Regions from separate parts of the Mus musculus genome. Here all the other regions are linked to region 6. The links are chromatin contacts, called in public HiChIP or PLAC-seq and promoter capture Hi-C maps. All regions are on one chromosome and are shown on one strand. The core of a region is the stretch at or near the end of the contact, and the rest is flanking DNA. Distances in the headings are between cores, read along the strand shown. Region 1 holds the start of Pskh1 (protein serine kinase H1). Region 2 overlaps Nfatc3 (nuclear factor of activated T cells, cytoplasmic, calcineurin dependent 3). Region 3 holds the start of Dpep2 (dipeptidase 2). Region 4 holds the start of Psmb10 (proteasome (prosome, macropain) subunit, beta type 10). Region 5 holds the start of Slc12a4 (solute carrier family 12, member 4). Region 6 holds the start of Ripor1 (RHO family interacting cell polarization regulator 1). Region 7 holds the start of 4931428F04Rik (RIKEN cDNA 4931428F04 gene).

Region 1 (3,841 bases), core at 919-3,418, 300 kb after region 6:
CTTTATGGGTTTTATCTCAGAGCTAGCGCAGACGGTTGGGATGATAGCCAAGATGCCGGTGCCTAGGCATAGCTACCTAGGTCTAAGCACGGTCACAGTGTTCTACAGCTGTAGATCTATATAGACAAGGTGGAGTTGACCATTCAGATAGATGTCCTGGGACCAGTTGCCATCACACCAGAACACGTTCCTGCTAAGCCTGTGTTTTTCCCTAGATCCCAAACCAATACCTGAATATACAGCGTATACGAGTAAATACTCGTTCCTTTATTTGCCAAATACCTTGACAAATAAAAGACTATAGATTTCTGAGTGTTATCAACTCTGGACTTCTATATTATTTTTTTATTGTGAGACTAAAATCATGATTACAATATGTTCATAGTAAATATAAGGATAGGAAATTCGTATGGAAAGGCTTGAGGGTGACATCTTCCCCGAGAATTCATATAACTGTGGAAATGTCAGAGCTGGATTTGATCCCAGATTTGGCCCCAAAATCAATGCTCCTTTTTTGTTGTTATTAAAATTATTTATTGGGCTGGTGAGATGGCACAGCAGTTAAGAGCATTGACTGCTCTTCCAGAGTTCATGAGTTCAAATCCCAACAACCACATGGTGGCTCACAACCATCCGTAATGACATCTGACGCCTCCTCCTGGTGTGTCTGAAGACAGCTACAGTGTACTTACATAAAAAAAATAAACCTTTAAAAATTATTTATTTATTCACTTTATCACCCCTTCCTTTCCTCTCAGTAATCAGTCACACAGGTCCTTCCCCCATCCACTTTCCCTGTCTCTTTTGAGAAGGGGAAGCCCTACTCTGGGTATCACCCCTCCTCATGCTGTTTTTTTTAGGCAAGGTCTCCCTGTGCAGCAGCCCTGGGTATCCTGTTGCTATAGACAGACCATGCAGGCCTTGAACTCAGAGGTCCCCCCTCTGCTTCCCAAATCACACCAGGCTGGGTTAAAGTTCATGTTTTTAGTAATCCCATAACCCTTTGAGAAACAAATTTCATTGCTGCCATTTTGAAAGATGGTCTTAATCTGTATCCCAAGAAAACTTATAACTTCTATAACCTGGCCTTTTTTTTTTTTTAAACCTCTCACTGCAATATCCCCTTAAATTCCTGAGTGCCAGGATTATAGGCATGTGGGAACACACTGATGAATTTTTTTATTGAGATAGGACCTTAATAAATACACCAGGCTAGCCTCAAACTAAAGTCTTTCTTGTTGCTGCTTCCAAAGTACTAGGATTACAGGCTAACGATGTTTTGTCTTTTTTAAAAAAGTAAAAGTTGTTTCAAAACCTAGTGTGTTAGTACAAAAAAAAAAATCTTTATTTTTTTAATTAATTAATTTTTTGTTTTTTTTTCAAGACAGGGTTTCTCTGTATAGCCTTGGCTGTCCTGGAAGTCACTTTGTAGATCAGGCTGGCCTCGAACTCAGAAATCTGCCTGCCTCTGCCTCCCGAGTGCTAGGATTAAAGACGTGTGCCCCCACGTCCAGCTTCTTTGTTTATTTTTGAGACAGGTTTCTCTGTAATAGCCCTGACTGTCCTGGAACTAGCTTTGTAGACCACACTGGCTTGGAACTCAGAGATCCTCCTGCCTGAGTGCTGAGATTAAAGGAATGTGCCCACCATGTCAAGCTTGGTAACAATCTTTTTTATTCGTTATTTTATTTTATAAATCTCGTGATTCATTTGTGTTTGCATCAATACATTAACAATCTTTTTTACTTTTTATTTTATGTTATAAATCTCGTGATTCATTTGTTTTTGCATCAATACATTAAAAAAAATTAGCCCTGGCGTGATGACACACTCCCTTGCCCTTCAAGAACTCCTTCATCTATAGAAGAATCTTGCCATTTTTTTTCCATTTCTCTCGGTCATTACCTTTCCCAGAACTTTTCCCTCCACAAATGGCTCCCCAGCGGTGTCTAGCGGCAAACAGACCCACCCCTGGAAAAGAGCTCTGCTCCGCCCCGAAGACGTTGATTGGCAGGCACTCCGAACCCCCCCCCCCCCCTACACACACTTGCGTTCGCGTCTGGAGGCTCCGCCTCCCTTCCGTCCCTTGGCCGCCCAAGTTTGTTTTGGCGTCAGGCGCGCGCAGTAATGACGCCACCACGCTGACGCGGGAGGATGGCGGCGGCGCCCGTGGCCTGGGCTGGGAGACGGTGGGCTGAGCCGCCGAGACTCCGGAGAGCCCGCCGCCCGCGCGAGGTGAGGCCTTCCGGCTCGGGGCTTCGGCCTGACCGGCGTGAGGGGCCTGCGAGTTCAGCCGCGGGCGCAGCCAGGGCCTGGCGCGACTCCGAGCCCTCGGTCCCCGTGCACTGGGGCCTGTGGGCTGGGGAGCAGGCCGGGCTGTGGCTACCCGCGGTCCCCAGGCATGGCCTCGAAACCTCCTGCCGCGTTAGGCCCGATGGACTTGGTCATCTGCCTGTCTGTGGCCCAGCCGTCCCGCGTCCAGCGCGGGTCAGGTTGATCTAACCTTGTTGTGTGCGGCGCCTACTCCACACCCTTCCCTTGCGACTGAACGCCAGGGTCCTGCGGGGGCCATCGATCGCTTCCATGTACTGGCTGGAAAAAGGGCCAGAGTCCAGCTGGGTCGCTTGCAAGGCAAACCTGTCATACTTATAAGGAGAGCCCCGCTCAGTCCTCTGAAGCTGCTGCGTGTATAATTCGCACCAGAAAAATCACTCGTTAAAATTGCCTCCTTAGTCACTGTAGGGAAAAACTAAACCTTGTAGCCTGCAGCATTCAAAGCTTATCATAATCGGATGTGGCCTACCTAGCCCTGCAGAGAACGCCTGGGCACGTCTGTACTGCGATTATGTAGTGTTTTGTTGAGGCATGTGAGCCTCCTATTAACTCTGTGGTTTCATACCCTCGAGGTTCAGATAGCTGCTTTCTCGGTTTGTGAAACTTCCGTTCATTTCCACCCTCACTCACCAGTAGAGGAAATTAACCTGTGTCTTTTTGAATCTATCACCAATGTCTTTTCCTTGGAAAACTGTCTCCTGCGTTCACACAGTAGTAGTGTTTAGTTAAAGCTATCGGGACACTGACTTGAATAGATACAGATTAAGCCTTGGGGGAACATCTGTCATGGCCAGCATTTTGAGATAGTCACAGCAAACAGTGACATCTTGAAGTATTTTTTTTCAAGATACAAATTCAAGAGTTTTACTCTTCTCTAGATGTGGTAGACTACACTTCCGATCAATAAGGGCTAGTTTAGGCTACATAGTACATTTAGGACGAACCTGGGCTATATGAGACCCCGTCTCAAAAACAAAATACTCCAAAGCCCTGGTTTGGTGGTGCATGCCTGTGATCACCGCACTCCTGAGAGAGAAGCAGGAGGATGCCCAAAAGTTAAAGGACAGTCTGATATAGTGAGGCTGTCTTGGGGGTGGGGTGGGGGGAGTCTTCACTTTATTTTTCTGCTGATTTCGTTGATGGAAATTGAACTCAGGGCCTGAACCCTTTTCACTTAGCTACATGGTCAGCTTACAATGTATGGTAGCTTAAATGCTGTAACCCCAGCATTTGCGAAGCAGAAGGAGCAGGATTACCATGGTACTTGAGATGATCCCAGACTGCATATCGAGTACCAAGTCAGCCAGGACTACAGAGTGAGACCCTGTCTCATGAAGCAAAACAAAAAATAAGAAAGAAACAAGATATGAGGTAGAAATCTGTGCTTTTAAAGTTTTTTTTAAGTCTCCTTCCTCCCCCTGTACAGTGATTGATCCTGGGCATTTTGCATTCTAACAACTGAGCTGTGTCCCCTTTTCAGAAAATTGTGAAAATGATGCAGTCAGGG
Region 2 (3,893 bases), core at 563-3,062, 510 kb after region 6:
TACAAAGTGAGTTCCAGGACAGCCAGGGCTAGACAGAGAAACCCTGTCTCGGGGGTGGGGGCGGTGGGGGGGACCCACAATCTAAAAAACTAACAAAACATTCCCAGATTGAAGCATCATAGAAGACAGACTGGCTATTGAATTTTTCATTGCCATGCATTGGAGAGTTGATTGGTGTCGAGCTATAACTGGGGGGAAGTCAACAGTACTCTGGGCACCGCAGATACTGAGCTGTTCACTCTTCCAGTGAATTTCTTTTCAGATGCATATTCTAGGCTAGTGTGTTACTGTAGAGCCAAATTTCCAGCCATTTGTAACTTGACTTCTTGTTTGAATTTTCTGTGAATTTCTGGGTTTTTTTGTTTTGTTTTTTGTTTTGTTTTTGTTTGTTTGTTTGTTTTTTTGGTTTTTCGAGACAGGGTTTCTCTGTATAGCTCTGGCGGTCCTGGAACTTAGAAATCCGCCTGCCTCTGACTCCTGAGTGCTGGGATTAAAGGCGTGCACCACCACACCTGGCTTTTAAATTCTTTTGTTGTTGTTGTTGTTCTGTTTTTTGGGGTTTTTTTTTTTTCGAGACAGGGTTTCTCTGTGTAGCCCTGGCTGTCCTTCTGTTGTTTTTTTAAGACAGGATTTCACTCTATAAAGAGTGCTGGCCTTGTAGAGAGGCACCTGCCTTTGCATCCCAAGAACTAGGTAAGATGAAAGGTGTGTACTTTTACACCTGGCCCATTTGTCTGCTCAGGAGAGAATTTTTTCTTGAGTCTTTCTATGATTTTAAGGCCAGACTGGTCTACAGTGTGAGTTCCAGGATAGTCAGGGCTGCACAGAGAAACCCTGTCTTGGGGAAAAAAAATACTTGGGGAGAAAAAAAAAACCTGTATGTTATACTGCATTATGCTTTAGATTTTGGACCAATTGATATATATTAAAACATGATTTTTATAACATATAGAAATACTCGGTTATGTTTTAAACTTTTAAATTGAGATTATTTTATTGTGTAAAAGTATCTTTTACTCATCTGAAGTAATTATTGTCTTGGAGGTTTACTGCTGAATAAGCTCACCCTTTCTAGCTCGTTCTGATGTCTGACCAGCTGGTTCAAACTAGTTTCTCCCAGCTTTCTGACTGAATTGTTCTGCTTGACCTCAAACTTAACTCTAGAAACCTATCTAATCTTCTGGCTCCTCATTCTCTGTAAAACTGCTTCGTCTGCACCAACTGAACTGAACTCAAAAACACGCTCCACTCCACTCCACTCCACTCCACTCCACTCCACTCCACTCCACTGCACTCCACTCCACTCCACTCCACTCCACTCCACTCCACTGCACAGTGCAGAGCACCAGCCTTAAGTGACTGAACTTACAGAACTGCCCTCCAACTAGAGAAGTCACCTTCAAACACCACTGCTTCCTTCTGCATACTAACCTTACTTTCATTGTTTGGAATTAAAGGTGTGCACTAAGGGCATGTTTGTATTCCAGCCAGAGGGATTAAAGATGTGTGGTCCTTTGCCAGAGCAGCCATGTTACTGGATTAAAATTCCTCTGTGGTATTGTAAAACTAGATAACTAGACTAGTGGTTCTTTGCTTTAGTTTGTGATTGAACTAACTAAATTCTGTTAAAATTGTCCTCTAATTTTTCCTCCCATTGTCTTCCTTTGTTCTTAGACTAACAGCACAGCTGCAGCTCTTCCTTCAGAGAAGAGGCTGCACATTTAATGTAGTTCAAACAGCTGCTGTGGTGAGACTGTCACTGCCACTGCCACTTGCTGGCTCTGTGCAACAGCATGCTGACCCTGAATGTAGGGCAGGTGCTGATTGACAGTTAACGCTCTAGATACCACTCAGCTGCTTCAGCTCTCTATATAAGTGTTGCTTATAGGGGGCTGGAGGGATGGCTCAGCAGTTAAGAGCACTGACTGCTCTTCCAGAGGTCCTTAGTTCAATTCCCAGCAACCACATGTTGGCCCACAACTATCTGTATTGGGATACAATGCCCTCTTCTGGTGTATCTGAAGAGCACAACAGTGCACTCACATACATTAAATAAATAAATAAATCTTTTAAAAAAAAAGTGATGCTTATAGCCCAGGATTATCTATTCATAACTGTCCTACCTCTGGCATTTCAAATGCTGAAATTATAGATGTCTGCTACAATGCCTGGGTTAACGAATGTCTTTTAAAAGTAAAGAATTAATAAACACAAGATTCACATGGCTACTTGTCAGGGGTGTAGAAGACTATTATGGAGGATGAGTAGAGAGATAATATGGCAGTGTTTAGTGCATGCATTTATTGGATAGTGGTTTCGCTGGTGTTTATTATATTTATATAAATATTTTATTATATTTTTATATACTTGTGTGTATGGACAGGAGAGACCCTGGGAATGATTGTAGAGGTCAGAGAACAACTTATAGAAGTCAGTTCTCTTTCAACCATAGAGGTTTCAGGAATCAAACTCAGTAACCAAGTTTGGTGGCCAGTACCTTCTAAGCCATCTTGCTGGCCCTAGATAATTATTTAATATTTATTTAATAATTTTATTTAATATTCATTCAATTTATATTTAATATTTAATAGTGTTTATCCAATTAATATTTAAATAATAAAGGAAGTCATATGTAACCAATAGGGTGAGGATATCATCAATGATATACATAATTACTCCATTTATTATCCATCAATGATATATATAATTACTAGGGGTTATAGGAAGGTAGGTAGTATTGAATTGTTCCTTTAACCGAAATGCTAGGACCTCTTTTGGCTACATACATGAATCATCAGCCTTCAAACATATTTATGATGAAGACTTTTAAAGGTTGAAAGAACTAATAAAGAATGCTGTGTAGACTGGGAATATATAGCAAAGGGTTCAGAACCACCCTGGGATATGCAGTAAGAAAAATTAGTTTCAGCTAGGTGTGGTGGTATATGCCTTTAATCCCAGCATTTGGGAGGAAGAGGGAGATGGACCGCTGCCAGCCTGGTTTATTACATAGTGAGTTGTAGGACAGCCAGGGCTATAAAATAAAGAGACCTTGTCTAAAAGGAAGAAAGGAAGGAAGCAAGCAAGTAAGGAGAAAAGAAGAAGAAAAAGAAAGCAAAATTAGAGCCGGGCGTGGTGGCGTACGCCTTTAATCCCGGCACTGGGGAGGCAGAGGCAGGCGGATTTCTGAGTTTGAGGCCAGCCTGGTCTACAGAGTGAGTTCCAGGACAGCCAGGGCTACACAGAGAAACCCTGTCTCGAAAAACAAAACAAAAACAAAAAAAGCAAAATTAATTTCTAGATCCAGTGAAGAAATATTTGATGTTATATCAAGTGAGTATATATCTCCAGAAAAACAATGTAGTTGTAGCCTTATAAAAAAAATGCTGCATATGGTGGTATAAACATTTTTTTTTTTTTTTTTTTTTTTGGTTTTTCGAGACAGGGTTTCTCTGTGTAGCCCTGGCTGTCCTGGAACACACTTTGTAGACCAGGCTGGCCTCGAACTCAGAAATCCGCCTGCCTCTGCCTCCCCAGTGCTGGGATTAAAGGCATGCGCCACCACGCCCGGCTGGTATAAACATTTTTAATCCCAGTGCTGGAGAGGCAGAGGCAGGCAGATCTCTGAAGTTACATAGTATGTTCTAGGACACCAGAGCTATGTATTGAGACTCTGTCTCAAAAAAGCAAAACAAACCCAAAAATGTGTGTGTGTGTGCATTGTTTTGTCTGCATGTGTGTTTGTGTACCACAATGTGTTCCTGAGACCCTCACATTCCTTGCAACTAAAGCTACAGACAGCTGTGAGCTGCCGTGTGTGTCCTCGGAAATGAACCCCAGTCCTCTGAAAAGTATGTAGTGCTATCAACCACACAGCCATCTCTGCAGCCCCA
Region 3 (3,779 bases), core at 34-2,533, 390 kb after region 6:
AGTAGGAGAGGACCTTTATTAGTACAGCAGGCTCCGAACCCTCTGCACCCCAGGTGTATGTTCAACCCCGTTTCATTCTGGCCGCCCCCAAGCCATCCTTACACACCCATCTATAAGCGGGAACTCCTGCATCAGAGCTCTTGCGCGATCTCGCAGGTCTGGGAAATTGGGGTTGCCAGGAGTGGTTGGAATGCTGGAAATGTCGGGCTTGGTGAGTGCTCTGGGGATGCTTGATGTAGTGGAAGCACCAGAGAAGCCTGGTTTTGTCTGGGTCCATATTAGAGGCTGTGAAGGCCCTAACAGCAGCAGCACCAACAGGAACACTGAAAGCCCATGGCCAAGCACCCAATGACCCTTGAGGCCCGTGAGCGACATCTTGCTCAGGGCGGAGCAAGCCGGCACGGATGAGGGTCGCGAAAGCCTGAGAAGGACAGAAGGCAGTGATATAATCCTGAGCCTCAATTTAAGCCACGCACAGACCAGGTCTGGTGAGAAGAGGTTTGAGGTCACCAGATTCCAAACAGCCGCTGTACGGGAAAGAGGTGCATGACATCCGCCAGGGGGAGCTACAGACCTACTATCCCCGTCTTGAAGTGCACTTCCGTGGCCTGCTTCTGTCTAGGTTTCTTTTGTCCAATGTCCCCCCTGTTTACTGTTCCCAAGGGACCAACCCAGGTGATTCCTAGCTGCGACTAGGGACTGTTCTCCAAGAAAGTAGACCCGTGGTGTTTCTTTCACAGTGAAAGGGCCTCTAGCTCTTTGCAGACCACATCTTGTCCCTGACTACCTGCAGCCTTCCCTGACTTCTTCAAGGGACACAAGTACCGAGACACACTGACCTCTCCACCTTATCTACCATCCTCTGAAGACTCCAGCCAGCAACTGGGAACTATTAGGAACACACACCTGCATGCCCCAGCCCTATTCAAGGTGAGGACTGGTCTCCCTCCTCAGCAGATGCTGTGCCCACCCAGGACTCTCCTATTGATCATGTGAGGTAAGAAGAGAGTAAGCACCTGAGTGCTTCAGGGAAATACTTAGTAGCACAGGAACAAAAGTCTGTCAGCTAGAGAGATGGAAGGACATGGAATACCTTCCAGGGCAGCAGAGCCCCCCATCCCAGCACCTTCCTCCTGGGGCTGCAGGCTGACCTCCTACCTCAGTGTGGAAGCCAGGGCAGATGGATAAGCCCTCAGACCTGCTACTTGTGTCCAGCGGCTCCACGCCTGGTGTCTGAGGCTCTTGAGGCCAGAGCTCTCCCAGAAACCTCAAGGACTTAGTTCCTGTCCTTACAAGCCCCACCCTGTTTCCAGCCTGAGCCCTTACCCTCTCTGCTTTCTCCAGGATCAGCCCTGGCTTCATGCATGCACACACAGAACACAGACACCACACACACACATATAACACAGACACCACACATATAACACACACACAAACACATACCATACATGTACACATTTCCCCCCCCCCATACTACACACAAACACACACACACACACACACACACACACACACACTGGCCATGTATGTTTTTGTAGAAGTCCCATCCCTTAAGGCAGTTTCAGGGTCTATGCTTATACTCCATTAAAAAAACCTTTTCTGTTCTGACCCCTGGCCCCCACTGGAGAGGATCCAGTTTTTGCAACCTTCCTCAGGAGGCATGGGGACTTGGAGATGTCAAGAAACCCTCTTTCAAAAAGGAAATGGAGTCTGGACATGATAACATTTGTCCCAGAACTTGAAAGACATAAGCAAGTGTATCTCTGTGAGTTCAAGGCTAGCCTGGTCTACATAATGAGTAGGCCAGATAGAGTTACAGAGCGAGCCCTGTCTCAAATGAATAAATATATTTTGAATTTAAGAAGGAAATGAGCAAACTCTTCGATAAGGAGGCAGAAAATTTGGACTACCCAGGACGATGTATTTGTGTTTTCGGGACTGTACATTAGTGTGCGCTGCCTGTAGTAGTGCTATGCTAAAAGTAGCCAAGTCCTTGCCTGCTATAGCTAGTAAGTAAGTCCTTGCCTGCTATAGCTAGTAAGTAAGTCCTTGCCTGCTATAGCTAGTAAGTAGGTTTCATTGGTAGGCCCACTCTAGACCGCGTATTCCTTTGGGGCTGTGCTTCACACCAAGGTGTTCTTTGCTGGCTTCAGACCTGGCTCCTTTCCCTCCCCTCCCCCACTGCCACTTTCGTGCGGGCCAAGTTGACAAAGGGGAAGAGAAACTCTCAGGTTTTCCGGTCTCCCTGTCACCATTGTGGGTTTGAGGGTAAATATCACACTTGTTTTGTTTTTTTTTTTTTTTTTTTTTTTTTTTTTTTTTTTTTTGGTTTTAGAGCTTTATTATAGAAATGCAGGAGAAAGAGAGAAGGTAGAAAGGAAGAAAAGAGAGAGAGAGAAAGAGAGAGAGAAGAGAGGAAAGAAGAGAAAGAGAAAGAGAAAAGTGAGAGGAGAGGTAAGAGGACAAAGGAATAAGAGAGTGAGGTGCGGGCCGAGCACCCCGCTTGTTCTGTTCTTAATAAGCCCCAGGAAGTTGAAGGGTATAAAGAATACGGCTTGGAGAGAGAGAGAGAGAGAGCTTAGTGCTGAAGACACTGGCTGCTCCTCCAGAGCACCCGGGTTTGATTCCCAGACAAAATATCTATACACATAAATAGAATAAAATCTTGAAGAGAGGAAGGGAGAGAGAGAGGTGATGACTTAAAAGTATCTTCTTCATTGTTCCCTATCTTTTTTGAGGCAGGGTTTCACTGAACCTGAAGCTCATCACTTCAGCGACCCTGACTGGCCAGCAAGCCCAGAGATTCCACCCTCTCCCCCCCCTCCCCCCCTCCCCAGTTCAGGGTGAGAGGCTGCTGTGCCTGACTCTTTGCCTGTGTACCAGGGATCCACACTCAGGCCCACACGCTCATACGTCCTTACCAATAGAGCTAATTCTCCCGCCACTGCAACAGATTACAACATCTATTTACTTATTTCTTTGTGTGTCTACAGGTGTGGAGGTCAGAGAACTGGAAGGGCTTGGGTCTCTGCTCTCATCATGCATGTCTCAGAGACCAAGCTCAGAATGCCAAAGCTGGCAGCAAGCACCTTCACCTGCTGAGCTGCTGAGCATTTTGTTTCTTATGGTTTTTTTTTTAATTTTTAATTTTATTTTATTTTTTTGAGACAGGGTTTTTCTGTATAGCCCTGGCTGTTCTGGAACTCACTCTGTAGACCAGGCCGGCCTCAAACTCAGAAATCCACCTGCCTCTGCCTCCTGAGTGCTGGGATTAAAGGCGTGCGCCACCACACCTGGCTAATTTTTTAATTATTTTATGTGTATGAGTTTTAGTTGCATGCTTGTGTCTACCACATGAATGCCTGGTGCTCTCAGAGGTCAGCAGAGGGAATCGGATCCCCAGAGACTGGAGTTATAGATGGTTGTGAGTCACCATGTGGGTGCTGAGAATCTAACACTGGTCTTCTTTTCTTTTTTCTTTTCTTTTCTTTTTTTTCTTTCTTTCTTTTTTTTTTTTTTTTTTTGGTTTCTCTGTGTAGCCCTGGTTGTCCTGGAATTCACTCTGTAGACCAGGCTGGCCTCAAACTCAGAAATCCGCCTGCCTCTGCCTCCCAAGTGCTGGGATTAAAGGTGTGTGCCATCACTGCCCAGCCTAATTCTGGTCTTATTGAAGAGCAACAAGTGCTACTGACCTCTGAGTCATCTCTCCAGCCCTGGCCCTATTTTGAAGCAAATCACAAGGCTGGGATCTAGTTCAGTAGTAGAGGGCTTACCTAGAG
Region 4 (3,587 bases), core at 445-2,944, 330 kb after region 6:
TCATGTTTGGCTGGAACCGGTCTTCCAACAGTGCCACGGCTGCACCCTGACCAGAGCCTGCAGGTGGGAAGGGGCATCCGAAGTCAGTTGTTAGCTGCGGAGGTACAAACCTTGAAGGTGGGGTTGCAGGAGCAGGATTCGTGTGATTTAAAGGGTGGAAGAGCTCACCAAGGGCAGTAAAGGGCAGACGGCTGTAGGAACCATGTGGGTGCACCTCGTAGAGCTGAGGTCCGTTCAAATCAACCCCGCCCACGACCAGTGATGCCCCCACGTGGCCTTGGTACCTGTGGAGGAGCAGGCAGGGTTAATGTTAGCAGACAGGCCCCGCCCATTACACTGCCTTTTGGTCTGAGTCCCACCCCTTCCTTTGGCCTGGCGTCCTGCAATTGACGCTGCCTCTTCCGGAACTCAGCTTGGTCTGTCTTCTTCCGGTCTCCCTGCAGGTCGCAGCCCCGCTCCCCCCCACTCCACGTCCCGCCTCCTGTCAACTCCACCCACCTGCAGATACCCCGTTTAGGGGTCATCTTAGCCCCACTTGCTCACCGGAAAAGCGTCTGGCGCAGGATACGGGTGACCGTGGCCACCCGAGGCTCACGGCCGGTGGACAGCGCATGTAGTTCCATCTTGGAAGCTGCCATCCGCGTAGTCATCTCAGTGTCCGCAGCTACTCCAGCCCCACAGCAGCTAAGGGACAAAGGGATGGTGGATGTGGACAGGGACGTGCAGGGACAAAGTAGGGAGTGAGCGACAGTGCAGCTTATGTTTGAATATGGGGACTGGTCCGGGGCATACTGACTAGATTTTAGGGGCGATGAAGTGGATCTTCTCGCAGCTTTTGTCCGCCACAACCGAATCGTTAGTGGCCCGCGTGTCCGCTCCCAGGATGACTCCATCCTGCAGAGGCAGAGCCCAGCCTTAATGCCCACCTGATCTCCGCAGTGGCTGCCCTTCTAGCCCTCCAGCCCTTATCACCCCGCTTACTCGGAACACAAGCCCCGCGATGGTAGTCCCGGTCTTGCGTGCATGAGGAACCCGAAGTCCCGGAAGGACGTGTTCCAAGGACGCATTCCTGGAAACATTGGGGTGACTCGCGTTTCAGTTCTGCATCAAGGGAGGGTCCCTGAACCGGTCCCCAAACCCATTTCTACTCATCTCCTGGCTTAAGCCCCTACTTGGTCACCCAACATAGGGTTCCCCCACTCCACCAATAAAACAAGGCACCAGCAGTTCGTGACTAGAACTCCACTCCCCTTTCACCTCTGGCAGTTCTCGAAAGAGAAGCCTCCTGTGGGTTCCACTGCCTGCTTCAGCATCTCGCAGGAAGGCCAAGTGAGAATGCGGGGGTCTCGATGAGTGGATCAGCCAGGGGGAGCAGAGGCGTCTGTCCTGGCTTCTGTGGGGTTTTTCCGGACGCTTCCTACTTTCGCTTTCACCCCCACCCTAGTTCAGAGGCTGTTGGCTGCTGTGTGCATCTTCTCTTTCACTTTCGTCTTTGCTGCTAGTCCCAGATAACTTGAGGAAGGGGCTATTACACTCCTTGCCAGACCTATGGTGCGCCTTAGATCCTCCATTCCCATCTCTGCTGACACCCCCTGAGCACTGCAGGCACATACATGTATTCAGGTAAAACACTCACACACATAACCCCTTAAAAGTAAGTAGAAATGAAGCCCTTGCAGGCTTAGTTATGTGTGTGAGTGAATGTGGTATGTGCATGCCACATGCCCACCAAGGTCAGAAGAGGGCATCAGATTCCCTGGAACTGAAGTTACAGATGATCATGAGCCACCATGTGGGCGTGCCACCACGTGGGCGTTGGGAACCAAACTCAGGTCCTCTCCAAGTGCAAAAAAATGCTCTTAACTTCTGAGTGCTTGCTCTCTCTCTCTCTCTAATGTCTCACATTAAATCTTCTTTAGATGAACTGTCTTTTCTTCAGATCCTAAACTTTTTTTTTGGGGGGGGGGGGCGCTTGAAAAACTGTTTTTCAGTGTAGTTGAGTGTAGCCCTGTCTGCCCTGGAATAAGCTCTGTAGACAAGGTTGGCCTGGATGAGAAGATTAAAGGCATGTGTACCACCACGTGGCCCTAATTTTTTAATTTTTTTATGGCTTATTTTATGTGCGTTGGTGTTTTGCCTGCATGTCTGTGTGAGGTGTCAGCTCCCCTAAAACTGGAGTTACAGACACTTGTGAGCAGCCATGTGGGTGCTGGGTATTGAACCAGGGTCCTCTGGAAAAACAGCTTCTTTCAACAGACGCTGAGCCATCTCTCTAGCCCCATTTATTTGTTTGTTTTTTCGAGACAGGTTTTCTCTGTATAGCTCCGGCTGTCATGGAATCCAAGTTCTTACATTAACAATCCCCAGCCCCAATATCTTAAATTCTATTTATTTGTTTGTGTTTTGGGGACAGAATCTCTGTGGTCTTGGCTGTCCTGGAACTGTGTGTATCAGAGTGGCCTACAGAGATCTGCCTGCCTCTGCCTCCCAAGTGTTGAGTTGAAGGCGTGCACCACCATGCTTTATTATAAATTTCTGTATCCAACCAGAACTCAAAAGTCGACTTCAAATCCTATTTCTCTGTGTCCCCATTCTAACAGCCATATACCCAGATCTGAATATTGTCCTGGGCCCCTAAGAAGGAAGCCACAGAGCAAGCTTCCTGAGCAGCTCAACTAGGACAATGAAAATCTATTTACATATCTCAAAGTCAGTCCAGTCTGGGGCCTTAGCAAAGCCCACTGAACCCCGTGTTCCCCTAAGCCCAGATCAAGCATGCATCAGCCAGGTGATGCAGGTTATCTAAGGAACCTAGTAGTGCCTTCCCCTTAACCCATAACAAACACCCTGCACTTATTTATAACAGCTAGGTCTTTATTCAGGGGGTGGGGGACTTGGGCTGGCAGCTGGCGACTTAGGAGTGCGGTAGGCACCCAGTAGGATGGCATTGATATGCTCCAGTGTCTTATTGCTGAAGACCATGTTGAGGTGATCTGTCTCGTTCATGGGCAGCAAATGTACGGGCTGCGACTGGCGGCCCTGCCACTGGCCACAGAGCTCAGTGCTGCGGGTGGCTACGGTGTCGTCCCCATCTTCATAGAGTGCAGCCACGGGGTCTTTGTAGGGGAAGTTGTGGTCATAGATGTAGGTGTGGGGTGTGGGTCTGCCCACACCGTAGAGACAATATACTTCTACACCAGGTGCGGGGAGGCGCTCCAGTAGGTCACGAGACTGAAGAAACATGTGCCAGCCTTCTTCAAAATGCAGATCTGTGAAAAAACGCTCAAAGTCTTGGACGGTGTAGTTGAAGTTTGGTGTGGAAATGAACACATGGTCTTCAGGCCACACGTGAGGGGCTGGGAGCATCCAGGGGGAAGTCGTGGTTATGCGCTGCTCCTCTTTCAGCTTTATGTTGGACAGGATGGGGATGCCCTGGTTGTCACCTAGGACAGGGGAGAACAAGGTGGGACAGGGAGCTGGGCCTGGTCCACAGTTTACCTCGGCAAAAGCACTCCACCTTGTTTCTGCCACAACCTGATCTTGATTCCAAAACACAGACAAGAGCAGGCCTGGTGTTCGGTTAAGTG
Region 5 (3,657 bases), core at 36-2,535, 360 kb after region 6:
TCAGTCACCGTTCACATGAAGCACAGACTACCCCTCAAGCATGTCACCATCACAGACCTATCAGATAGCCTCCGATACCATCACCAGACACAACACACATTTCCTACACCTTTCTATCACGGTCAGCCTCAGACATCACAGGCATTTGTTATCATAGCACCAGGCTCATCACTGGCAGCCTTCCTGGAAACAGTAGCCATAAGGACGTCCTGACCTGACCCTGTGATACTCAGCGACACACGTGCATTTACACATGCCTGGACAGCTATACAGACAGACACATATAACCAGGACCGTTCCCATTCCAAGTGTGAGGAGCCTCCGTGGGTGGAAGATGGAGAGATGGGGCACTGGAAGGGAGAAAGGGTTTACCTCTATAACCAGCCCTGATACCTAGGTTAAGGCACTACATTCTCATATCCGGGTTTGAATCCCACTGGAACAAGTTACATAACTCTTCCCCACCGCCCTTCACTCCTTCCTAAGTGCGAGTAACAGAACCTGTCCCATGGGGGAGGTTGGGAGGATTAAAGCGAGTTGCTTCATGTACAGTGCCTAGACAAGCCTGGCCCCGTGTGACTGCTCCCTAGGTGTCCATGATACGCACAGATCTACGTAGACCAAGGCCAACACAGGCTCTTCAGCGAGCACACCCTTTGCTCCTACCGGGCCAGTGTGCAAGGAGGCAGGGGTAGGGAAAGGACAAGAGAGGGGCGGTGAGTCATAGAGGAAGAGAGGGTGACACTCAAGAGGATGGGGGCGATTCACAGAAAGTGAGGAAGCTACAATCCAGGCTTCCATTGGACCCAGACCCGTGGCGCGTTCGGCGCCAGCCTAAGCAAGGCAGCCCGTTACCCGGCCTCCCAAGGCGGCCACGTCTGCAGCCCCCGCCCGCGGCCCTCGGGGGAGGAGCTGGGAGTGGGTGGAGGACGACCTAGCCCGGGAGTCCCGGACCAAAAAGACTCATCGGTCTGAGCGCGCAAGGAGCAAGAAAAGTGGAGTCCTGCATGGACGTCTGCGCGCGCGGTCCGAAGGCGCGAGTCCCGTGTAGATGCCCCCCGTCCCGGCCACAGCCCCCGCCGGGCGCACCCTCACCGTCCGAGTCTTCCCGCTCGGCGCGCTCGCCGTAGTCCACCCAACTGAGCCCCTCGAGGTTGTCATAGTCGCCGCGTCGCGGCCCGTCCACCGGCACCACGGTGAAGTGAGGCATCGCGCGCGCTTGGCCCGCGGTCCCGGCCTCCAGCCGGCAGTCCCCGCCGCCCCAGGCTGGCCCGCCCCGCCCGCTCGCATTCCACCCCGCTGCGCTCACTTCCTCCACCCGCCCCCCGGGCCGCCCCTCGGGGGCGGGGAGCAGGAGGGGCTCGGGTCGGCTCCTCCCCGAGGGGGGATGAGAGGACCCCGGGAACGAAGTACTCTAGCTGCTGGAGGGTAGGGTTCCTGTGTGTCTTTGGGTAAGGGGTTGCCCTCTCTGAGCCCCAAATGCGATACTTAATAAAGTGAGGGAAAGTATTTTAACTTTTAGGGGTATTATGATGGTGAGACGGGGCGCAGGGTGCACTGGCTCTGTTCCCTGAATCTAATTAGCTCTCAGTCACTTTTTGTTATTTAGCGGGAAAGCTAGCAGGACCTGGTCAATGTCACAGTGACCACCCCAAACCTCCTCAAGTCTTTCATCACCCTCACATACATACTCTTCCATAGCGGGAAAGCTAGCAGGACCTGGTCAATGTCACAGTGACCACCCCAAACCTCCTCAAGTCTTTCATCACCCTCACATACATACTCTTCCATTACCATCATTTCTCTCTAACGCTTCTCCAGGACTTTGGTAGCCTACGGTCTCTCCCTCAGTTCTGCTCGCTGCAGCCTCTCCCTTAGCAGGTGGTTGAAGATCGTATGCCCTTCCTAGAGGAGTCCGCTCCCTCCTCGCTAGAGGTTACACCGGCCCATCCCTCATCGACACTTTGGGATAGCCCAGTTATCTCATTTGAACTTGCTCCTTCATAACCTCACCTCCTGGAGGTTCCTGCACCCGAGTCCTTTCCTTTCTTGGTGCTAACTTCTTTCACACTCAGATAACTTACCTAGTCGCCTTGACTTGAGAATTTTTATCTTTCTGAGTTGTTCTTTTGGCCTCTTCCCCCACCCCACCCCGCTTCCTTCCTATCAGAAAGCTCCAGGGCTCATCTTTCTGCTCTATCTCCATTCTTTCTCCCTTTCTGGTGTAGCCTTTAGAATTTGGGCTGACTCTAGAATCCGCGCCCTCTGCTGCCACCCGCCAGCCCCAACTGCCTGGGTGGGCCGCTCGGCTAGGACCTCCCTGAAGCAGCTCAACAACTAACCCTTCCCAGTCAGCTCTTCCGGGCTGCAATCGGCCTCCCTCTCTTTCTGGCACCTTTAACTGCTTTCCAGCTGTGCGCGCGTGCTCTCGGCTCTGCATCTCCTATCCTGCACTCTCTGTATAGAAGGCTCACTGGTTACAAGCTTTTGTTGTTCTTGCCCCAGACCCAAGTTCAGTCCCCAGCACCCACATCAGGTAGCTTATGACTGCATATGTCTCTAGCTCCAGGGGATCTGATGCCCTCCAGCTCCCTCAGACTGTACCAGGGTTCACACACACACACACACACACACACACATTTAAATTTACCTTTAAAATTGAAAAATAAACTGAGCAAGAAGAAATATAATACAAGCTATGAGTAATAAATATTCCAAAAAAAGATACAAGGTATAACTAATAGCATTACCCCAGTCAGTCCAAAAATCAAAACCAAAGAAGCAAACAAACAAAAAAACAGGTGGGTGTCTACTGAGGAACAACACTTGAAGATCTTTGGACACACACACACACACACACACACAGAGGCCCCATCTTTTCTTCTCTTTCTTTTCTTTCTTTTTTTTAAGTTATTTTCTTTCTTTCTTTCTTTCTTTCTTTCTTTCTTTCTTTCTTTCTTCCTTCCTTCCTTCCTTCCTTCCCTTCCCTTCTTCTTCTTCTTCTTCTTCTTCTTCTTCTTCTTCTTCTTCTTCTTCTTCTTCTTCTTCTTCTTCTCCTCTCCTTCTCCTTCTCCTTCTCCTTCTCCTTCTCCTTCTCCTTCTTCTTCTTCTTTTTTGCTTTCCCCCCCCCCCCCAGAGAGTCTCACTATGTAGCCCTAGCTGGCTTTGATCTCTATGTAGACCAGGTTGCCCTCACAGGCAGTCCCTAGGTGCTAGAATAAAAGATGTGTGCCGCAATGCCTGGATGTTTTCTTGTTAATTATCGGTTTCCATGTGTGTCTGGGTGTGAGTATGTGTGTGTGCAGGTGCCCTGGAAGATCAAAGGTGTCAACTCCCCTGGAGCTGCAGTTACAGGTAGTTGTGAGTTATCTGATGTGCATCGGGAGCTGAACTCTGGTGCTCTGCAAGCGTTTGCAAGGGCTCCCAAGTGTCCAGCCATTTCTCTGGCACTAGAGAGACAGAGGCAGGCCAGGTCTATATATAGTAAGTTCCAGGGCAGCCAGACAGGGGGAAAAGAGAGATACTGAGGATTGGCAACAGAAACTCTAACATCTGACTCTTTAAAATCTCAGAAAATGAAATTCAAATAAAGGAAAAGTTTGGGCATCGTGGGCTACCCTGCACCCCTGGAACTCAACAGAGATGTGAGGCTGAGTT
Region 6 (3,364 bases), core at 70-2,569:
GCAGGCAAAACACCAATGCACATAAAATAAAACTAAATAAATTAAATAAAAAATAAAAAAAAAGAGCCCGGCAGTGGTGGCGCATGCCTTTAATCCCAGCACTTGGGAGGCAGAGGCAGGTAGATCTCTGGGTGATCTCTGGGTGTTTGAGGCCAGCCTGCTCTACAGAGAGAGTTCCAGAACAGCCAGGGCTACATAGTGTTAGACCCTGTGTTTAAAAGAAAAAAAAATCCTGGGAAAGGGATGGGGGCATTCACAAGGGCATCCAGGGCTCTGGAACAAGCAAGTGTTCTGGGGGAAAAGCCTGGAGGGTTGAGAAAGAGGCTGAGGGTGTCTCTGGAAAGAGCCTAGGGGGATGAAGATGTTGGTATTCCAGAATCCTACCATATCGGGTTGTTGAGACCTACGCTCAGGATCAGTGTCAGGCTCAGAAATTCAGGCACCTCTTAAAATCCATCAGACCACCCCTGAGTATGCCTGACCTACCTCAAAAGATGAGATGTTGCAGGAAACAGGAACGCCAAGAGGTGGAGGATAGGGACAGGGGGTTGGAGAGAGCTAATAGCATCTGGTTAATAATGGGAGGGGTAGGGGATTGGAGTCAGCTTGTTGGTCAGGCCAGCTCTCTGTTACACCATAACTCATTTTTGCCTTTGACCCCCATGGCCAATGTATGTTCCCAGTACGCATACCCAGACCTTACCAGGTTAGTCACTTATATCCCAGAAACAAAATCTGTAACTCCCCAGAAAGCAGTACCCGCTGAGTGGTTACACGCTTGCCTGGCCTAGCTATGAGCCCTATTTATAAGGAAGACGTTGTCGAAAAGGCTCTCTGATCCTACAGCGGGAAACTGAGGCTGGCTGAAAAAGTGGGAAGGGATGAGGGGCAGAACTTCAACCCAGAAGGTGTGCGACGGTTAGGCCAGATTCTGGTTCCCTTATCTAAGCCTCTCCAGACCCTAAGCACTTCCTCCAACCACCCCAACTTTCCGTGTCAGCTCCAAGAACCTGTTTATGGTGACAGGAAGGGAGCCTGAGGTCTTTAGAGCTGCAGAGATCTGGGTAAGAGGCAAGTAGGAGGGGTTCCCTAGCGCCCCCTACCCCAGATTTAAGGTCTGCATGCAGTTCCCAGGAAGCTGTCCGGTTCCCGCAGACACCTTCGCTCTCCCTTCGCTCTCCCTTTCCACAAGCTGGTTGACACGGTAGGCAGACCACTCTGCCGGGTAACTCGCGAAGGCGGAGCGAGCTGTGGGCGCCCCTTCGGGGTGCGGGAGCCGGAGGGGAGCGCAGGAGGTGGGGCCCAGAGGGGCGGGGCGGGGCGGCGGAGAGGAGGGAGGGGCAGGCGCCGGCCGCGGCGACAGCGGCAGCTGCAGCGCGAGCAGGCCGGGCAACGCCGAGAGTACCGACAGCGCGAGGTCCTTGCAGCCCAGCGCAGCCATGTGAGTGTCCGCGCCGTTTCCTAAGGCCGTGGCGGGGAGAAGGGGCGAGCTGTGGATCCCGTGCGTCCTGCACCCGCGCCGCCCATCGGCTCCCGGACTTGCGACCGGGTCCCGCCTCACCCCGTTCTCGCGACCCGGATCGCGCCGTGTCTTTTCTCCCCACCCCCACCCCCACCCCGGGCACGGAGAACGCAGCTTCGCCCCACAAAAGCCGCCGCCTCCGGCTCTGCCGCGCCCGCCGCCTCCTCCCTTCCCTTCCGCGCCCAGGCCGCCACGGCAGTGCCCCGGGGCTCCACTGTGGGCAGGCCCGAGGGCGAGCCTGAGACGCCTTTCTGGGCCTGGGATTGGCTTTATCCTGGAGCCTGCGGTGCGGCAGAGGCTGATCTGGGAATGGGAACGGGGCGACAGGGTGCAGGAGACCCCCTAGATGAGCTAGCTAGTGTTCCTGGCCCTGGTCGACCTAAGCTGCTTTGGGGCCAGGCCCGAGGTGACTGAAGACTGAATTTGCCCGAGGCCACACTCTCCACCCAAACCGAAGCTGAAGCTGGAGAAGGTCGTTTTGGCGGCGGTCGACAGACCCTGTCCCTGGAAATGGAAGCTGCTATGGGGACTCAGCAAACAGTCAGAACTAAGCATCCTGTAGAACTGGTTTGGGGAAGGGGTTGTTCAACCAGGGCTAGAGCCCCGGCTATGTCAGCTTTTAGGACCCTCTGTCCTCCTATCTTAAGTTAAGTCTGAGTGTGACCTCTCTTACCGGCCCTTCCAAATCATTTCTGATGTGCGTGCAGGCTGGTCTCGTGTGTAAAATCTAATACAATAATAACGGTGTCCTGGCCACCGTCTATGTGGCTGCGTGCGTCTTGGACCTGCACATTCGACTGACATGCAGCCTTCTGAGAAGGTGTATGACCATCTGGCAGATGTAAATACTGGGCCAGAGAGGTTAGCAGCATTTTCAAGGTCACACAGCTGGGTTGGGAAGAAGCAAGAATTCACTATCCACCTCTCTAGTATTGACAGTGGGGGTTGGGAGCACTACAGCCGGACAAGGACTGCCAAGGCTCCCTCGTCTACCTCCCACACAGTCCTGGGCCCTGTGGGCAGCAGAGCGAGATGAGCAGTCCCTGGGCCTGGGTTTGGGTGGGAGGGAGGGGAGCGCACAAGGCGTTTGGACTAGGATCTGCCTAGGTGGAAAACCAGGCGAGGAGGGCGAGAGTGAGTCAGAGCGTTCCCAATCCGCCACCGCTGGGACTCGCGACCTAGCCAGACCTAGCCGGGGGAGGCTGTCCAGCTCCCAGAACGCGGCGGGACAGGGAATGTGACCAGCTGACCAGGGAGGAGGCTGGCAGGAAGTGAGGCCACTAAGTAGTCTCCACCCGGTTCCGGGGTGGGGTGGGGGTCTTAGGCCATAGCAGGCCCCCCTCCCCTTTTCAGTGGCAGTTCTGGTTGGCGGCTGCCAGATGACGTCAGCAACTAGGTTTGGGGCAGTTGCCATGGAGACAGGGACAGGCTTTTGCGCGCGACCCCCTTCTCCCTTGCAGCCACCCTTTTGCCTGGGTTATTTATAGCTTCTGTTTACCTCAGTCTACTGTAGCCCTACAGCTGAGTCGGGCTGGACCTAGAGACTCGTGGAGAGGCTGTAGCTAGTGTGGTGTGCGCTAGGTGAACAGTACTATTGGTCTTACTTTCCGCCCCATGCTGGTGGTTTTGTCCTGGCACACAGGAACGATCGGGAGGTCTATGGAAAGTGGGTTCGTGCAGGCAATTAAGATTCCATTCGCTGTCGAGCTGCACGCCTCATAACCTTTGGGACTTGATTCTTTATCGTTTCCAGAACTCACCTGAGTTGGCAGGAGCTGAGACTTCTCTTAGCAGCCAGCACCTACCAGTTGAGATAGTTCCTCTCCCTTAGCTCCAGGTAGG
Region 7 (3,615 bases), core at 233-2,732, 320 kb before region 6:
TGCAGCAATACCTGTCTTTAAAAGCTTTAAACAGAGAGGAAAAAAAAAAGGGAAAGAAGAATAAAAGAAAGTCAGCACTAGCAAATCTCTACAAAAGAGCAAACCTCCTCTCTCTCCTGGAACTAAGCTTTTTCTGTAGTTGTTGCTGTCTCTGAAGTCTACTGCAGCTAGCTCACTGTCTGCATGGCAGATCTGAAGGCTTTATCTGGGTTTTCCTTTCTATAATGTGCAACTGTGCTTCCAGAACCCAGAACAGTCCCTGATCCAGCACTGTAATCCACTGTGATCCATGGATGAACCTGAGTCCTTGTAAGAACTAAATCATGGAGCTGGAGAGACTTGCTGCTCTCCCTGAGAACCCAAATCCAGTTCCTAGTGTCCACGCAGGCTAACTCCAGCTGCAGGAGACCCAAGGCCCTCTTCTGGCCTCCACGGGCACATGCATATACCCATACCCAGAAATAATAAAAATAGACCTCTAAAGCAAAAATACTATAATCATTCCTTTCGCAAACTTAGATACCCTGTTTAGACTCCCCCCACCCCCACCCCGGCATCCTCCTCCTTCTCGGAGTCTTCCTCCACCTTACCTAGTGATCGGCTGCTTAAAAAATGACTTCTAGTCTCAGATCTCATTCACCCTCAAACTGTATACTTTTCTGGATGTCTACTGACCACTATATGGGCCAGTTCTTCCATTTTCCCTTCGTTCATTCCACCTACCTCCACGTAATTACCAGAATTCACCTGTTTCTTTCACGTCTCAGGTTCTTCTGCCAAGAATTCTTTTGCCAATGTGTCCCTGGAGCAACCTCTTAACCATTTTTTTCAGGGCCCGGTTTAGGCCTCACTTTCTCTGGGAAGCCTTCCCGATGTGTAAAGGGTCCCAGGGTCTTGATGGCTTCTTGACAGCCCTAGGCTGTCATGGCTGGAGGCTAGATCCATATTTCCCCACCGTGCCCTGAACTCCCCGAGGTCAGGAAGGGTCTGATTCACCCTCTCGTCCCACGCACTCACTAGTTGCAGAATGAATGAATTCAGGGTGAGGCTGGAGTCCCTGACTGCTGAAGGCGGGGTCTGGTGACAAATGAGAGGGTGTGGCCCACACCAATAAGAACCCCTGGAAAGAGATAACGTGGGAAAACAACCAATAGGAACCAAGAGCTCTGGGAGGGCGTGCCCTGAAGACAAATAAAGGGCGTGAGACAGGGTGAAGGGCGTGCCCAATGGAGGGCGGAGCTAGGAGACAATGGACTTGGGGGAATTCCCTGGTAAATCAAGAAGGGTGAAGTCTTAGTCATATTTAGTCTCGGTTTTTGGAGTGGGGTAGGGGTTCGGTCCGCGTGCCGCGCCCCCACCTGATCACGCCTCTTTTGCTGCCCGCAGTTCCTGCTCCTCAAAGCCGATCGCTGGCCGCCGAGACCATGGAAGCCCGCGCCAAAGACACGCGCACTCGGGCGCGCGCACGCTCACACGAAGACGCAAGGGCCACGTCCGTCTCCGCCGTAGGGGGCGTGCTTAAGCTCGCTGTGGGCGGAGCCAAACGTGCGAAGAGGGGCGGGATTCGCTGCCACCCTGCGCCCCTGGACCGCGTCTGGTCCTAGACTTCCCCCTCTTCAAACTTCCGCGCTTCTAAAGCGACTGGCGAGGGCGATGAAACCATTTACTGCTTGCCGGTAGTAGATACATAGGAAGTGAGTACTCCACGGGAGCCCAGGGTTCGGGGCACGCAGTCCACAAAGAGAGCAGATGTCTGCATAGGTGAGATGCTGCCAGAATACTAGGATTCAGCCAGGATTATAGATGTACCACTGTGCACGGACCCCTAATTGCACTGTTGCTTTCACCGGCGCGCCCCCAACACATAGATTCAGACGTGTCGTAGACGTGGCTTTATTACGCAAACAGATGGGTGTCAGGAGCAGGGACCTGAAGGGAGGCAGGAGGACAGGGAGGGCGTAGGCGTCGGTACCAGGCTGAAGAGCGCCCGGCGGCCAGTGGACGGTGAGGGCGGTGGACCCGCCTGCAGCGAACTGAGTGCTGCCTGACGATGCTCTCGGGACACGTCTCCGCGCAGGTCCAAGAGGGCAGAGACGTGATCCTCGCTGCAGGAATACCACCACGTGCGTCAGCCCAGCCCTCCCTCGTCCTCCTGGGCCGTTCCTCCCCTGTCCCCTTCCTCGCACCTCACGTCGGGAAATTGCTGCCTCAAGCCTGCCACCTCGAGGCCAAGCAGTGTGGGGTCGTGGAGGTTGAGCAGTTCCCTCAGCGCGAGCAGGACGGGCGCGCAGTGAGCGCTCTCTTCCAGGCCCTGAACACATGGGAACAGGGTTTCCAGCGGGCCCTCGGCTCCCACCCAACTACAGAGATCCTCGACTGTCTGCCCTCCCAATGAGCTCTCACCAAACCAAGGAAAAGCTCTTTGAGCTGGGCAGCATCCTGCCGAAGTCGCTCAGCCGCCTGGCTCCGCTCGTCCGTACCGCGGCACACTAGGCGGCCCTGCATCAGAGCCCTTAGGTATTGTAACACCACGGTTCGTTCCGCCTCTGCCAGCAGCAGCTGCAGGACAGTAATCAGTTTGAATATAGGGTCCCACCAGCACAACCCCTTCCCCAGCTTTCCTCTCCTCGCCCTACCTGAACACCAGGCTTCCGTACGCGCCAGAAGTCCTGGCAGAAGTGCGACGTCTGCTCACACACACCATCTAGCAACTCAGAACTCAATAGCCACCGGCGCGAGGGCAGAGCGGAGAACAGGGGCTAGGGAAAGCATAGCACAGACAGGGCTAGGGAAATGATCCGGATCCCGTAGAGGCCACCATAAATAGACCGTGTTTCTCCCTCACACTACCAATCTAGACTGGGATGGCGACCTCACCTGGAGCTCAACCTGCAGTACTTCCAAAACCAGGCGGCAGATCCTCCTTTGTACGTCGTCCAGCGCAGCTTCCACTGGAGCTAAGACCCCGGAAGCTTCCCCGTCCGGCAGCAGGACCGAGACCGAAGATCTGGACCAAAAAGTGTGACTTCAGGACCAAGGCCAAGGCTCGCATGGCCCTCTAGGATTCATCCACTCTGGCGCCACCTTGTGGTACAGTGTCTGGTGGGAGCTGGGGCGGAAAGGGCGGCTCTGAATTTATGAAGGGCTCAGGTATTCTGTAAGGCTAGGAAGAGTATGCCCAGCGGACTTGCCTCTAATGTAACCTCAAGTTAAGTTATTCTTCCTTTTATTTTGTTTTAGAGGGGAGCTCTTAAAAGAGTAAAAATTCCCCGCATGTATGTCTGTCCTCTCTGCACACCACCAAGAGCATAACACTCAAGATAAGCCAGGCCTGGTGGAGGCTGACGAAAGAACGACTGCTCTTCCGAAGGTCCTGAGTTCAAATCTCAGCAACCACATGGTGGCTCACAACTACCAGTAATGAGATCTGATGCCTTCTTCTGGCTTGTCTGAAGGCAGCTACAGTGTACTTATGTATAATCATAAATCTTTGGGCCTGAGCCAGGCGTGGTGGTGCACGTCTTTAATCCCAGCTTGGAGGAAGGCAGAGGCAGGCGGATTTCTGAGTTCGAGGCCAGCCTGGTCTACAGAGTGAGTTCCAGGACAGCCAAGGCT

The links. Promoter capture Hi-C pulls out the DNA fragments that hold promoters and counts their contacts. HiChIP or PLAC-seq counts read pairs in DNA pulled down with a chosen protein or histone mark. Capture Hi-C pulls out chosen DNA fragments and counts their contacts.
Region 1: an H3K27ac HiChIP or PLAC-seq map of extraembryonic endoderm stem cells shows a contact between it and region 6. The contact joins the promoter of Pskh1 here to the promoter of Ripor1 in region 6. A contact is called at or near these places in 11 of 39 promoter capture datasets (the C10 cell line, the HPC-7 cell line, cranial neural crest and 6 more), 1 of 15 datasets of contacts at CTCF or cohesin (large pre-B cells), 4 of 484 Hi-C or Micro-C datasets (B cells, the CH12 cell line, embryonic stem cells and 1 more), 28 of 115 datasets of contacts at active chromatin or transcription factors (the 230-238 cell line, the SCID.adh cell line, bone marrow-derived macrophages and 20 more) and 5 of 9 other capture datasets (adipose tissue, embryonic stem cells, liver and 2 more).
Region 2: an H3K27ac HiChIP or PLAC-seq map of extraembryonic endoderm stem cells shows a contact between it and region 6, with 5 times the contacts expected there. The contact joins the enhancer-like site here to the promoter of Ripor1 in region 6. A contact is called at or near these places in 2 of 39 promoter capture datasets (cranial neural crest and pre-B cells), 1 of 15 datasets of contacts at CTCF or cohesin (large pre-B cells) and 5 of 115 datasets of contacts at active chromatin or transcription factors (double positive thymocytes, embryonic stem cells, extraembryonic endoderm stem cells and 2 more).
Region 3: a promoter capture Hi-C map of pancreatic islet shows a contact between it and region 6. The contact joins the promoter of Dpep2 here to the promoter of Ripor1 in region 6. A contact is called at or near these places in 4 of 39 promoter capture datasets (cranial neural crest, frontonasal cranial neural crest, pre-B cells and 1 more), 2 of 15 datasets of contacts at CTCF or cohesin (large pre-B cells and pro-B cells), 1 of 484 Hi-C or Micro-C datasets (embryonic stem cells), 13 of 115 datasets of contacts at active chromatin or transcription factors (the 230-238 cell line, astrocytes, bone marrow-derived macrophages and 6 more) and 4 of 9 other capture datasets (adipose tissue, embryonic stem cells, liver and 1 more).
Region 4: a contact with region 6 is called in a promoter capture Hi-C map of pre-B cells, with 7 times the contacts expected there. The contact joins the promoter of Psmb10 here to the promoter of Ripor1 in region 6. A contact is called at or near these places in 21 of 39 promoter capture datasets (the 3T3-L1 cell line, 3T3-L1-derived adipocytes, the C10 cell line and 14 more), 2 of 15 datasets of contacts at CTCF or cohesin (large pre-B cells and pro-B cells), 22 of 484 Hi-C or Micro-C datasets (B cells, the C10 cell line, CD4 T cells and 11 more), 22 of 115 datasets of contacts at active chromatin or transcription factors (the 230-238 cell line, the SCID.adh cell line, bone marrow-derived macrophages and 14 more) and 5 of 9 other capture datasets (adipose tissue, embryonic stem cells, liver and 2 more).
Region 5: a contact with region 6 is called in an H3K27ac HiChIP or PLAC-seq map of epiblast stem cells, with 2.7 times the contacts expected there. The contact joins the promoter of Slc12a4 here to the promoter of Ripor1 in region 6. A contact is called at or near these places in 9 of 39 promoter capture datasets (the C10 cell line, cranial neural crest, fetal liver and 5 more), 1 of 15 datasets of contacts at CTCF or cohesin (large pre-B cells), 1 of 484 Hi-C or Micro-C datasets (embryonic stem cells), 19 of 115 datasets of contacts at active chromatin or transcription factors (astrocytes, bone marrow-derived macrophages, embryonic hindbrain and 12 more) and 2 of 9 other capture datasets (liver and macrophages).
Region 7: a promoter capture Hi-C map of embryonic stem cells shows a contact between it and region 6. The contact joins the promoter of 4931428F04Rik here to the promoter of Ripor1 in region 6. A contact is called at or near these places in 1 of 39 promoter capture datasets (embryonic stem cells), 1 of 484 Hi-C or Micro-C datasets (CD4 T cells) and 1 of 115 datasets of contacts at active chromatin or transcription factors (extraembryonic endoderm stem cells).

The regions. Positions count from the first base shown.
Region 1 is chr8:105,898,306-105,902,146 of GRCm38.p6, forward strand. Pskh1 (protein serine kinase H1) reads left to right here and starts at 2,169. Exons shown (of 3, transcript NM_173432.2): 1 at 2,169-2,235.
Region 2 is chr8:106,110,914-106,114,806 of GRCm38.p6, forward strand. The region is part of intron 9 of Nfatc3 (nuclear factor of activated T cells, cytoplasmic, calcineurin dependent 3); the gene reads left to right. Among named protein-coding and RNA genes, the nearest start is that of 1810019D21Rik, 23 kb to the right of the region's middle. Within about 2 kb of position 1,813, at least 29 of the 459 cell types and tissues checked have an H3K27ac peak or open chromatin away from gene starts, as enhancers often do. A contact at or near this core is called in double positive thymocytes, embryonic stem cells, extraembryonic endoderm stem cells and 1 more, where this site is marked.
Region 3 is chr8:105,990,490-105,994,268 of GRCm38.p6, forward strand. It overlaps Dpep2 (dipeptidase 2), which reads right to left and starts at 1,284. Exons shown (of 11, transcript NM_001301204.1): 1 at 1,159-1,284; 2 at 107-421. The coding sequence starts at 375.
Region 4 is chr8:105,936,698-105,940,284 of GRCm38.p6, forward strand. It overlaps Psmb10 (proteasome (prosome, macropain) subunit, beta type 10), which reads right to left and starts at 1,695. Exons shown (of 8, transcript NM_013640.3): 1 at 1,258-1,695; 2 at 982-1,069; 3 at 797-894; 4 at 544-684; 5 at 169-284; 6 at 1-57. The coding sequence starts at 1,313. Lcat (lecithin cholesterol acyltransferase) reads right to left here. Exons shown (of 6, transcript NM_008490.2): 6 at 2,854-3,443. The coding sequence ends at 2,875.
Region 5 is chr8:105,964,830-105,968,486 of GRCm38.p6, forward strand. It overlaps Slc12a4 (solute carrier family 12, member 4), which reads right to left and starts at 1,286. Exons shown (of 24, transcript NM_009195.3): 1 at 1,096-1,286. The coding sequence starts at 1,210.
Region 6 is chr8:105,603,910-105,607,273 of GRCm38.p6, forward strand. Ripor1 (RHO family interacting cell polarization regulator 1) reads left to right here and starts at 1,320. Exons shown (of 22, transcript NM_001081241.2): 1 at 1,320-1,441.
Region 7 is chr8:105,288,046-105,291,660 of GRCm38.p6, forward strand. It overlaps 4931428F04Rik (RIKEN cDNA 4931428F04 gene), which reads right to left and starts at 1,483. Exons shown (of 8, transcript NM_028888.2): 1 at 1,359-1,483; 2 at 724-1,120. It overlaps Exoc3l (exocyst complex component 3-like), which reads right to left. Exons shown (of 14, transcript NM_177788.5): 10 at 2,878-3,007; 11 at 2,637-2,759; 12 at 2,404-2,559; 13 at 2,187-2,311; 14 at 1,878-2,105. The coding sequence ends at 1,916.